Regions from separate parts of the Rattus norvegicus genome. Here region 2 is linked to region 1. The links are chromatin contacts, called in public Hi-C maps. All regions are on one chromosome and are shown on one strand. Each heading gives the region's core, a stretch centred on a gene start, on an enhancer-like site or on the middle of the called end of the contact. The rest is flanking DNA. Distances are from core to core; before and after follow the strand shown.

Region 1 (4,834 bases), core at 1,321-3,820:
GGTCTCAACCATATATATTAGGTGGCTCACAACCAACTGGAACTCCAGCTACAGAGAGCACCCCCATGCCTCTGGCCAGCCTCACCCGCATGCGTGCCCACCTTCTCACATGCAGGCGTATAATTAAAAGCAGGTGCACCTACACCTACTCGTTATTAAAAATAATTTTAAAAAAATAAAGAGTTTATAAGAAAGGAAACACGAGCAAAGCACTCAGGTGTGTTGGGCATTCTTCACTGGGTCCTCCTTTACTTATAGAGAATGGAAAGTTACATATTCACACGCACTGGTGTGTCCACAGGTGTCTCTGGAGTTTTCGGCTCACCAAGGTGAACACAGACCCAGAGAGATGTAGTCACTGGCCCGCTTCAGCCTTCTGAAAAGGAAAGCCAGGATTAGAAGCCATTAACCACTCTGTTGGGCACTCCCTGCCTGCAACACCTGTTAGCAGACATTGACCTTGGCCTGGGAAAATCTCAGTGGACCATTGAAAACCAAAGCCAGGGCTAACTGTGAGGTGATGGTGAGCCAGTCCCTCCTCTTGCCAGGCAAGCCTCTTCAAACTTTGTGAATGAAGGCCAAAGAAAAGAAATTCTGCTGGTGGCTTCCTTTGGGTTCATCTCTTTCTTGTTGCACAGAGAGCTTTCAGAGTCCCTCATGCCCCTCTTTGTTGCAGAGACAACCTCCCTGTCAGAGGATTTGAGCTGTTCTGAGTTTGTTTATTATTAGATTTATTTCTCCTATAAGCAAATGTGTTCACAACATTCCATCGGGGAATCTCCTTAATTGTCACATAAATGTCATCTTATGTAAATTGAATATTTATCTTTGCATGCAAGAGGGGTGGGGGTGGAGGGGAAAGGAAAAATAAACAACCTTCAGTCCTGGAGAGGGAAAGGGATTTGAAACTCATCCACCTTCCTTCAAAAACAAAGGTGAGTTTGGGGGGTGAAATCATTGTATTATCTTGGAAGGGGCAGAATATATTGGGAAGGATGAGATGAGAAGCCTTAGGGATGCTGGGCCAGGCTTCCCCAAACCTCAGCCCGAAGCTAGCCAATCTCCCCAGCTGGAGCATTCCCACGAGGCAAAAGGTTGCCCCCCACGTGCCTACCCATCCTGGAGGCCTGCCCTTTTCCTTCCTAGAGAGAAGGTGAGCTCCCCAGGCGCAGCGGGTAGGGTGGGTGTGGCCCGCAGCTCAGGGAACCGACCCAAGGCTCCGCCACTGCCGGCTAGCCGCCCGACAGCCCGCCCGCCTGGCGAGCGCAGGCTCTTCTTCCAGAAACTGCGAGGATTGGAGAGCACTGTTTGTGCACCACAAGGTCAAGTCGGGAAGTGGAGTCGGAGGAGGAGGGGCGAGAAGGAGAGGGTGGGGAGAGGGGCGCCCCGCTTCTCTGCCAAGTACCAACCCAGGGAAGTTGCCCCTCGGTTTTTAACCCTTTGCGGTTATAAAAAGCACGAGGCAGGAGAAAGGGGGTACCCGGGGGCAAACTCCTCCTGAGGCTAGGACATGTTGCCACCCTGCTAGCCACCCACCCATCACAGTGCGCCTCACCCCCCCCCCCCGGAAATGCAGGGCAGCACCGGGCGCCAGGAGGCACCCGCGAGGGGGAGGGGGCAACGAGCCCAAGAAGGGACCCCCCTCTAAGGACTGCCCCTCTCTTCCGGAGGTCGCCCACAATTTCAACTTTCCCTACCTAGGATGCTAGTTTGCATTTGGTGTGGGTGGGGGGAAGGAGGACCGCGCCCCCTCCCCCAGCCCCATGCGCGCCCCTCCCCTGCACTCCTGCCTGCACTTTCTGCTCACTTCTGGCGCTGCAAAAAACGCCACGCGATTTATTCGATTTCGATTTTAAAACCAGTGATTCCGAAACCGGGCGGAGGGCGAGGGTCTTCCAGCACCGGAGTCCCTGGGGGTGGGGCGGGCGGGCTGGGTACTCCGTGCAAGCCTCGTTTCCTCCGCGAGTGTCGCCTCCAGGCTGTTATTTGCAAAGAAACGTCTTTTTGACGCAGGGAGAAATGGCAAATTTTAAGTACGTCATTAATATGGCGCCAAAAGATTTTTTTAAGTATAAGCTTGCTTTTTTTTTTTTTAAGGTTGCGGGGGGCTCCGCCTGGGTCTGGGGCGCGAAGGGGGCGGGGTGTGAGCAGAAAGTGTGAGTGAGCGAGTGGAGGGGCGGGGTATGTGTGTGAGTGTGTGAAGTGTGAGCCGACCTGATGGGACTTGCACGGGCTCAGCCGGCGCTCGGGCCCGGCCCTGGGGACAGGGCGGGCTGGGGGCGCCCCAGAGTCCACGAGGAGTCCGGGCCCGCGTGCAGGCGGACGGGTGACCGTGCAGGGCACCCCCCCCGGGGGGGCCGCAACGCTACCTGGGACTGTCGCCGGAGCCAAACAACTGGGAAGGGGGGGGACACGACAGGGGGGTGCCGGGAGCGGAGATCCGAGTGAATTAGAAAAAAGTGGCTACTCCCCCTCCCTCTCTTCTTGCCCGCCCCCACCCCACCCCCACCCCAACACATTTTTTCCCCCTCTAAAGAGATCACAAGGAAGTCTTGGTTTAAAAAGAAACAGAAACATACACGGGGGTTGGTGAATGGTGCCGACCGCGGCCATCGCAGTTGGAGGCTATTTTTTGGGGGGGTGAGTAGCGTCCATGGAGTTACTTTGCGCCCACTCCTAGTGGCACCAGCTCTGGACTGGAGGGCTGACCATCTTCCCAGCAGGGGTGCGGGGCTTGGGGGACGCTGCGGCCCGGTCGCCTCCCTCGCCACGACCCCGGATGGATGCGCGCCCCCCGCCCTCCCGCGCCGGCCCCAGGAGCTCCTGGCTTCAGGAGCATCCTTCCCGCGCCGGCCCCCGCCGCGGCGCGTAGCCGAGGGCAGCGCCCCTCGGGAGGGCACCGCGGAGCAAGGTAAGAGCCAGCCCCCGGCGGATGGGCCCTGCGCATCTCCACGGCGTTATTTTGTGGGCTTTTTTTTTTTTTCAACAGATCTGCCAGTGCTCCTCGCTCCCTCTCTCTCTTGCTCGCTCGCTCCCTCTCTCGCTGGCTGCCTGTTCTAGGAAGCCAGCGCGGGGGGTGGGGGGGGGGGGGACGCACAGCACTGGGGAGAGAGATTGCGCATGTTGGTCAGCCGTGTTTTAAAGAGTACAGTGCGGGGAGGCTGAGAGGGGCGCATGCAACAACTTTTGGAAGGGTGAGCCTGGCGACCTTCTTTATTAATGACTGCGGCAAAGCGCCCCTGGGCCGGCGAGGGGGCGCGGGCGGGTGGGGGCGCTGGGGCTGCAACTTGCCTCGCGGGCTCCGGCCGGCCCGAGGGGCTGCGGCGCGACCGGGGTGCGGGGTGGGGAGGCCGAGCGGCAGGGCACCGGGGCACGGGAAACCTGGAGCCATCTGCCCTTCTGTCTACCCGAGTTTCATTTTGTTGATACGCAGCACGTCCGGGTGCCGAACCGGGCTGAGCCGATGCACATGACCCCGCGCTGGGCTCACGTGCAGCCGGTCCAGTCCTAGACACCTTCCGGGGGCCACCGCCTCCGCCCTGCGCCCCCTTTCCAGGCTGGGTGCACGCGGGAGCTGCACGCGGGGGCAGCATGCTCGGTTCTTGGGTTCAGAGGCATTGCACAAATTAGTTTTTTTTTTCTTTTTAAGGGGCGGGGGACAACGTTCCCAGGTGAGTGCTGGGTGCGCAACCCCGGCAGCCAGGGTGCATATTGGGGTAGTGGACAGCAGCTTCCCGGTGCTGCGCGGGAGTCCGGTGGGGGAGAGGCACTGCGAGAGTGGAAATGTACCGGCGACGGCCGGAGCGGCGGGTGCGCGCTCGCGGGGCGACGGCAGGGGGCGTGGCCCTTGTTTACCTTCTCCCAACTCTGCTGGTTCGCGTCCCGCTTCAGGGACGACTCTGCAGCTCCCCCCCCCCTTCCCTCCGCCCTTACTAAACTCTGGGTGGTGCCTAGGAGCAGCAGACAAGTGGCGGGCCATGCCTGGGACACACGCACCTGACCCCAAAATGAGTGACATTGCAGCCCCCGCCCCCACCAAACACTGCTGCAGTCCTTCTGCCGGATCCCCGGCCCCGCCCCCGGCAGTGGCATCTTCCCGGCTCACCTCCTTCCTCCCTCTCCCTCCCTCCTTCCCACCCACTTGCCTGCGCCTGCGGAGCGGCTCTCGCTCGCCCACTCCCCGCCTGGGTGCAGACTTGTGGCTCCCCATGGTCCCTTCCCGCCCATCCCTGGGCTCTTGAGATCTCCCCTTCTTCGGGCAAGGGGTGATCTTGGGTCAGCTTGGAGACTCGTAGCTTTTCCGCCGGAGGGTGAGGACATCTGCAAAACCGGCTTGGAGGCTTCCCTCTACCTTCTAGGGAGGCCCAGCCAGCTCAGCCCGGTCCCCCTACTGCACACCTCTGCCCCGCTCAGTACCCCCGCCCCCACCCTGGGCTCAGTTGCCCTTCCCCAGTCCCCTAGACCCCTCCCCCGCCCCGGGCGCCAAGCCCACCCACCTCCTGGCACCGCCCCCGGCCCGAACCGCCTCTTGCCCTTCCTACGCCTGGGCCGGAGCCCCCCTCAGCCACCTCCGGCTCCTCCTCCCGGCTCCGGCGGTCGGAATCACGCCGGCGCGCCTCCAGCCTGCGTGCCCGTCGCCGGCCGCCAGGGGCAGGCTGGAGGCGGGCAACCCTCTTCTAATCCCCTTAGCCGCTGCAGCCGGCCTGTGCACTTTTTTTTTTAACCAGCTTGGCCTCAGGCCTCCTGCTGGGGGGCGGGGGAGGGGCGCCGGGTTTCTTTATGCCCCAGGGTACATTGCACTCGCTATCCGGAGTCTCTGCAGATTTCCAAACTT
Region 2 (4,834 bases), core at 1,501-4,000, 260 kb before region 1:
GAGAGATGGCTCAGTGCCTCAAAACCTGTCAACCCAAATTCAAACCCAGGTATCCACATGGTGTAAGAGAGCTAACTCCCGGGGTTGGGGATTTAGCTCAGTGGTAGAGCGCTTGCCTAGCGAGTGCAAGGCCCTGGGTTTGGTCCCCAGCTCCGGAAAAAAAAAAAAAAAAAAAAAAAGAGAGAGAGAGCTGACTCCCAGATGTTGTCTTTTGGTCTCCAAAAACATATGTGTCACGCACGCACACACCATACACACAAAATAAATTTTAAATAGGGCCAGCAAGATGACTCAGCAGCCTTCTGATATCCACATGCATGGCATAACATACAGAACACACAGGCGCACGCGTGTGCAGCATACACACACACACACACACACACACATACACACACACATGCACATAGATTAAATTTTAAGATTTCTCTGTGTGTAGCTCTGTCCTGGAACTCACTCTGCAGACAAGACTGGCCTTAACTCACAGAGATCCACCTGCCTCTGCCTTGCAAGTGCTGGGATCAAAGGTGTGCACCACCACTGCCCAGCAGAAAGAGAAAATTTTTAAAAAATAAATATTAAAATTCAATTCCCAGCAACCACATGGTGGCTCACAATAATCTGTAAAGAGATCTGATGCCCTCTTCTGGTGTATCTGAAGACAGCTACAGTGTACTTATATATAATAAATGAATAAATTTTTAAAAAAAGAAAAAGAAAAAAATATTAATGTATGATTTGTTTTATATTTATGCGTATGTACCTAAATGCATGCATGTGCACCATATCCATGCAAATGCCCTCCGAGGCCAGAAGAGGGTGTTGGATCCCCTGGAACCAGAGCTATTGGTGTTTGAGGCCAGGGTTGTGAATTCCCGATGTAGGTGCTGGAAGTGGAACCCAGATCTTTCAGAAGTACTCTGAACAGCCAGGCCATTCCTCCAGACCCTGAAAGATTGTTTTTAGGACCCAGCAATGTGGTAATACATTCTGTGTGCTTTACATCGTGTCGGTGTCACCTTAGAGCTTCAGTGGCCGCTCATTCACATGGCTGCCCAACCACTCTCTGCCAAAGCTGGAGGAGCAACAAAAGGTGTTGGGAGCAGCGCAGTGGGAAGGTCCCTAGGACAGCTTAGTGCCCAGAGTCTAGCCTTGGCCCTTGACCTTGGACAAAGCTCCAGAAAAGTCTGTCCTTGCCTCTCCGTGGGCCATCCCACGCAGAGCCTTTGCTCACCTCAGGATGCTTCGTCAGAAACTCAAGGCAAGAGTGGTGTCCACAACTAAGTGACAGAGGAGAGAGTTGGTTGACACACATTTATACCCTATACCACCAGAGGCCCAGGTTGTGGGCCTCCCTCCAAGGCAGGAGCTGAGGAATGGCACTGTGTAAACTAGTGTGCCAGGCAGGAGCTCAACTCTGTAACACCAGGGAAAGATGGTGTGGCTACATAAATGGTGCCAGATTACACATCAGAGAAGTGAGGACATAGGCTTTGGGCCTGGCTGTGGCTATCCCAACACAGGAGGCCAAAGCTTATCAGAACAGAATGCCCTGTGCTTTGCTCCACTCCACCTCAGAATGGAGAACCTACTAGAACAGATGGGTGCCCCCAAGGGCTCAGAGAAGGCAAAGACAGGGGACTGTCGCTGCACAGCTTCATCCTAGCTAATGCCCTAAACCATCATCACCCAGTAGTCTGCCCAGCAGATGGTGCCAGAGTGCCAGAGGGCCACTTGTCTGTCACAGAGCAACTCTGCCCCCGCCCCCACCTTTGCTCCTCCTACCTAGAATTCAGTGGGGTCCTGTCCAGAAGCCTTGTCTGACCTAGTCTGACCCTGTCGGGCCAACAGAGGCCTCAAAAAACCAGTGCAGCTCTGTCCAGTCCTCCAGCACTGGGCCAGTGCCCCTCTGTGAAATGGGTTCACATTAGGTTGGGCAGCAGGGGCAGGAGAGCTTTCTTAGGAGGCTTGAGCTAGGACAGGTAATAAGGAGAAAGACAGTTTTAGAAGTCTCCCTACTGGACCTCTGGGACCAGGAATTTGCACTCGAGACAAGGATGTCATTTTCTTTTTATTTCTTATTTACTTTTTGAAGAGGGATGAGACTCAGCTTGTGGCAGAGGTCAGAAGACAGATGTGGGAATCAATTCTTGCTTTCCACGTCATGGATTCAGGGAACCAAACTCAAGTCATCAGGCTTGACAGCAAGCTCCTTTACCCACTGAACCAGCTCGTTGGCCCCAGGAACTCATTTTGAGATGCTGGTCAAAGGAAGCACATCAAGTGGGCAGTTGGTTATGTAGCTCAGAAGCTCACAGTAGAAGTTGAGGCTACAAGCTGGGATTTTTTTTTTTTGCCATCTCTTCACAGATTTGCAGGGCAGAGTCTGAGGTAGCAGCAGTGCTGGCAGTGCAGACCTTTTAATCCCAAAACCTGGGAGGCAGAGGTAGACAGATCTCTGAGTTTGAGGCTAGCCTAGTCATTAGAGCTAGTTCCAGGATAGCCAGGGCTATACAAAGAAAAAAAAAAAAAAACCTGTCTTGGGCTGGAGATAGCTCAGCGGTTAAGAGCACCCAACTGCTCTTCCAGAGGTCATGAGTTCAATTCCCAGCAACCACATGGTGGCTCACAACCATCTGTAAAGAGAACCGATGCCCTCTTCTGGTGTATCTGAAGACAGCTACAGTGTACTTATATATAATAAATGAATGAATGAATCTTTAAAAAAAAAAACAAACAAAAAAAAACCTGTCTCAAAGAGAGGAGGGGGAGGGAGGGGGAGTAGGAGGGGGAGGGAGGAGGAGGGAGTGGGAGGAGGGGGAGGGGGAGGAGGGGGAGGGGGAGGGAGAAGGAGGGGGAGGGGGAGGGAGGGGGAGGGGGAGAGAGGAAGAGGGGGAGGGAGAAGGAGGGGGAGGGGGAGGGAGGGGGAGGGAGGGGGAGGGAGGGGGAAAGAGATAGAGAGAGAGATAGGGTACTGGCTGTTATTCCAGAGTTATTCACAGTTATCTGCTTCTCCAGTTCCAGGGAATCTGATACCCTCTTTTGGCCTCCCTGGGCAATTTGAATGTATGTACACATACTCACACACACAAATCTATATCACCATAAACACTAACATAAATTTAAAAGTAAAAATAAATCGGAAAGGACCAACAGAAGACAACGAGGTGATCTGACATTTGCTTTCCACAGACCTGGGAATGAAACCAAGGCCTTGGCACACACTGGGCATGCACTGTGCCACCAAGCCCCAGTTCCAGTCCCCAAGATGTTCTTTAAGTTTTGCTTGTGGGAGCACAGGAAGGGGCAAGTGCTTAAGGAGTTTGTTTCCGGGAGTTCAGAGAGCTGTGTCTGCATACTGATAGGATAGTCTCATGCAGGCCAAAGTTAGAGGTGCTGCTGCTGCAGACTGATAGCTGTGATGGCAGGAGACAGAGGTGTTTGACTATGTTTTGCAATATTAACCAAGGACCAGACCCAAAGTCAAGAGTACACACTGTTCTTGTAGAGGATCCAACGTCAGTTCCCAGCATTCATATGGAGCAACTCACAATTAGTCGCTCTAGTTCCAGGGGATCTGACACCCTCTTGTGGATTCCTCAGGCACCTACATGCCCATGTGCACATATGTGCATGTGCTGTGTGTGCATATGTGCACAAACACACATATTAGAGACAGGGGCTGGAGAGATGGCTCAGTGGGTAAGAGCACTTGCTGTCCTTGTAGAGGACCTGAAATCAGTTTCAGAATTCACATTAGGTGCCTCCAGGGAATTCAACATTGTCTTCTAGCATTTCTGGGTACTGCAAGCATATGGTGTACATAGAGACAAGCAAGCAGGAACACGTATACACATAAGATAAAAATTAATTTAAAACTGTTTCAAAGGCCAGTAAAAGATGGCTCAGTGGGTAAGGGTGTTTATCTCAAAGCCTGATGCCCTGAACTCCTTCTCTCAAACTCACATGGTGGAAGGGACTACTACAGGTTGTCCCTGACCTCCATGCATGTGTACCACAAGTAAGTATAAATAAAACCTGGTTCAAATAAATGCCATGGAGAGAGGGAGTTCAGTGCACGAACTCTGAGGACATGATCTGTGACCTGTGCCAATACTTAACAGCCTGCCTGCAAGCGTCCTTCGTGTCTCCCTCAGGTCTCAGCACATAGTTGCCTTGCAAAAGCCACCAGTCACACAGGTCACTTTCTCTAAACTCCAAAGCTATGTGCCTGCCCTTCAAAGCCTACTGAAGGATTCCAGCAAAGATCGGGGCTTTTCAAAGCCAGGGTCCCCCTGAGAATGTTCTAGTAGCAGGCCATTCGTTGCTCTAACCTGAGCTGATTCACAATTGAAGCATGCTGCACAAGATGTCTGCAACAGCGGAAGCTCAGGCTATGCAGTCTTCTCTCTCAGCTGCAGTTTCAGGACCCAACATGTATCACTGTTCCTGACTGCCCTGCATTCACTTCAGCCGTCTTCAGGGATTCTTCCTTCTGCATGGAGCACTGCTATGCACGCCTCATTATGCCAGCTGTGTCCCAGGATTGCACAACACCAAATTGAGGAATTGGTAGAAATGGCAAATCACTTAATGTTGTACTTCTGACGCACAAAATGGTGCAGGGCCATCTGCCAGTCAGGCTGAAGACAAAAATGTTCTAGTGTGTCTAGGTGGCTTAAGTAAATAATCTCATTTCAAAAAACTCACATACCCCCAGCCCTATTTTTAAAGTGCTGGCTTATTTCTAGTCCTCTGCATCCCTTCTACCCTTAGGATCTAAGATTAGGATCTACAAAGACAATCGATCCTTAAGATTCTGCTTTAAGGAGACCTC

Evidence for each region. A called contact is a pair of places that touch in the nucleus more often than the background predicts.
Region 2: a Hi-C map of hepatocytes shows a contact between it and region 1, with 1.7 times the contacts expected there. The contact joins the promoter of LOC120095320 here to the promoter of Jade2 in region 1. A contact is called at or near these places in 2 of 12 Hi-C or Micro-C datasets (hepatocytes and kidney).

The regions. Positions count from the first base shown.
Region 1 is chr10:36,621,445-36,626,278 of GRCr8, reverse strand. It overlaps Jade2 (jade family PHD finger 2), which reads left to right and starts at 2,570. Exons shown (of 12, transcript NM_001106998.3): 1 at 2,570-2,911. LOC134480688 (a long non-coding RNA gene) reads right to left here and starts at 948. Exons shown (of 6, transcript XR_010055343.1): 1 at 288-948.
Region 2 is chr10:36,885,978-36,890,811 of GRCr8, reverse strand. LOC120095320 (protein FAM162A-like) reads right to left here and starts at 2,750. Exons shown (of 1, transcript XM_063270098.1): 1 at 1-2,750.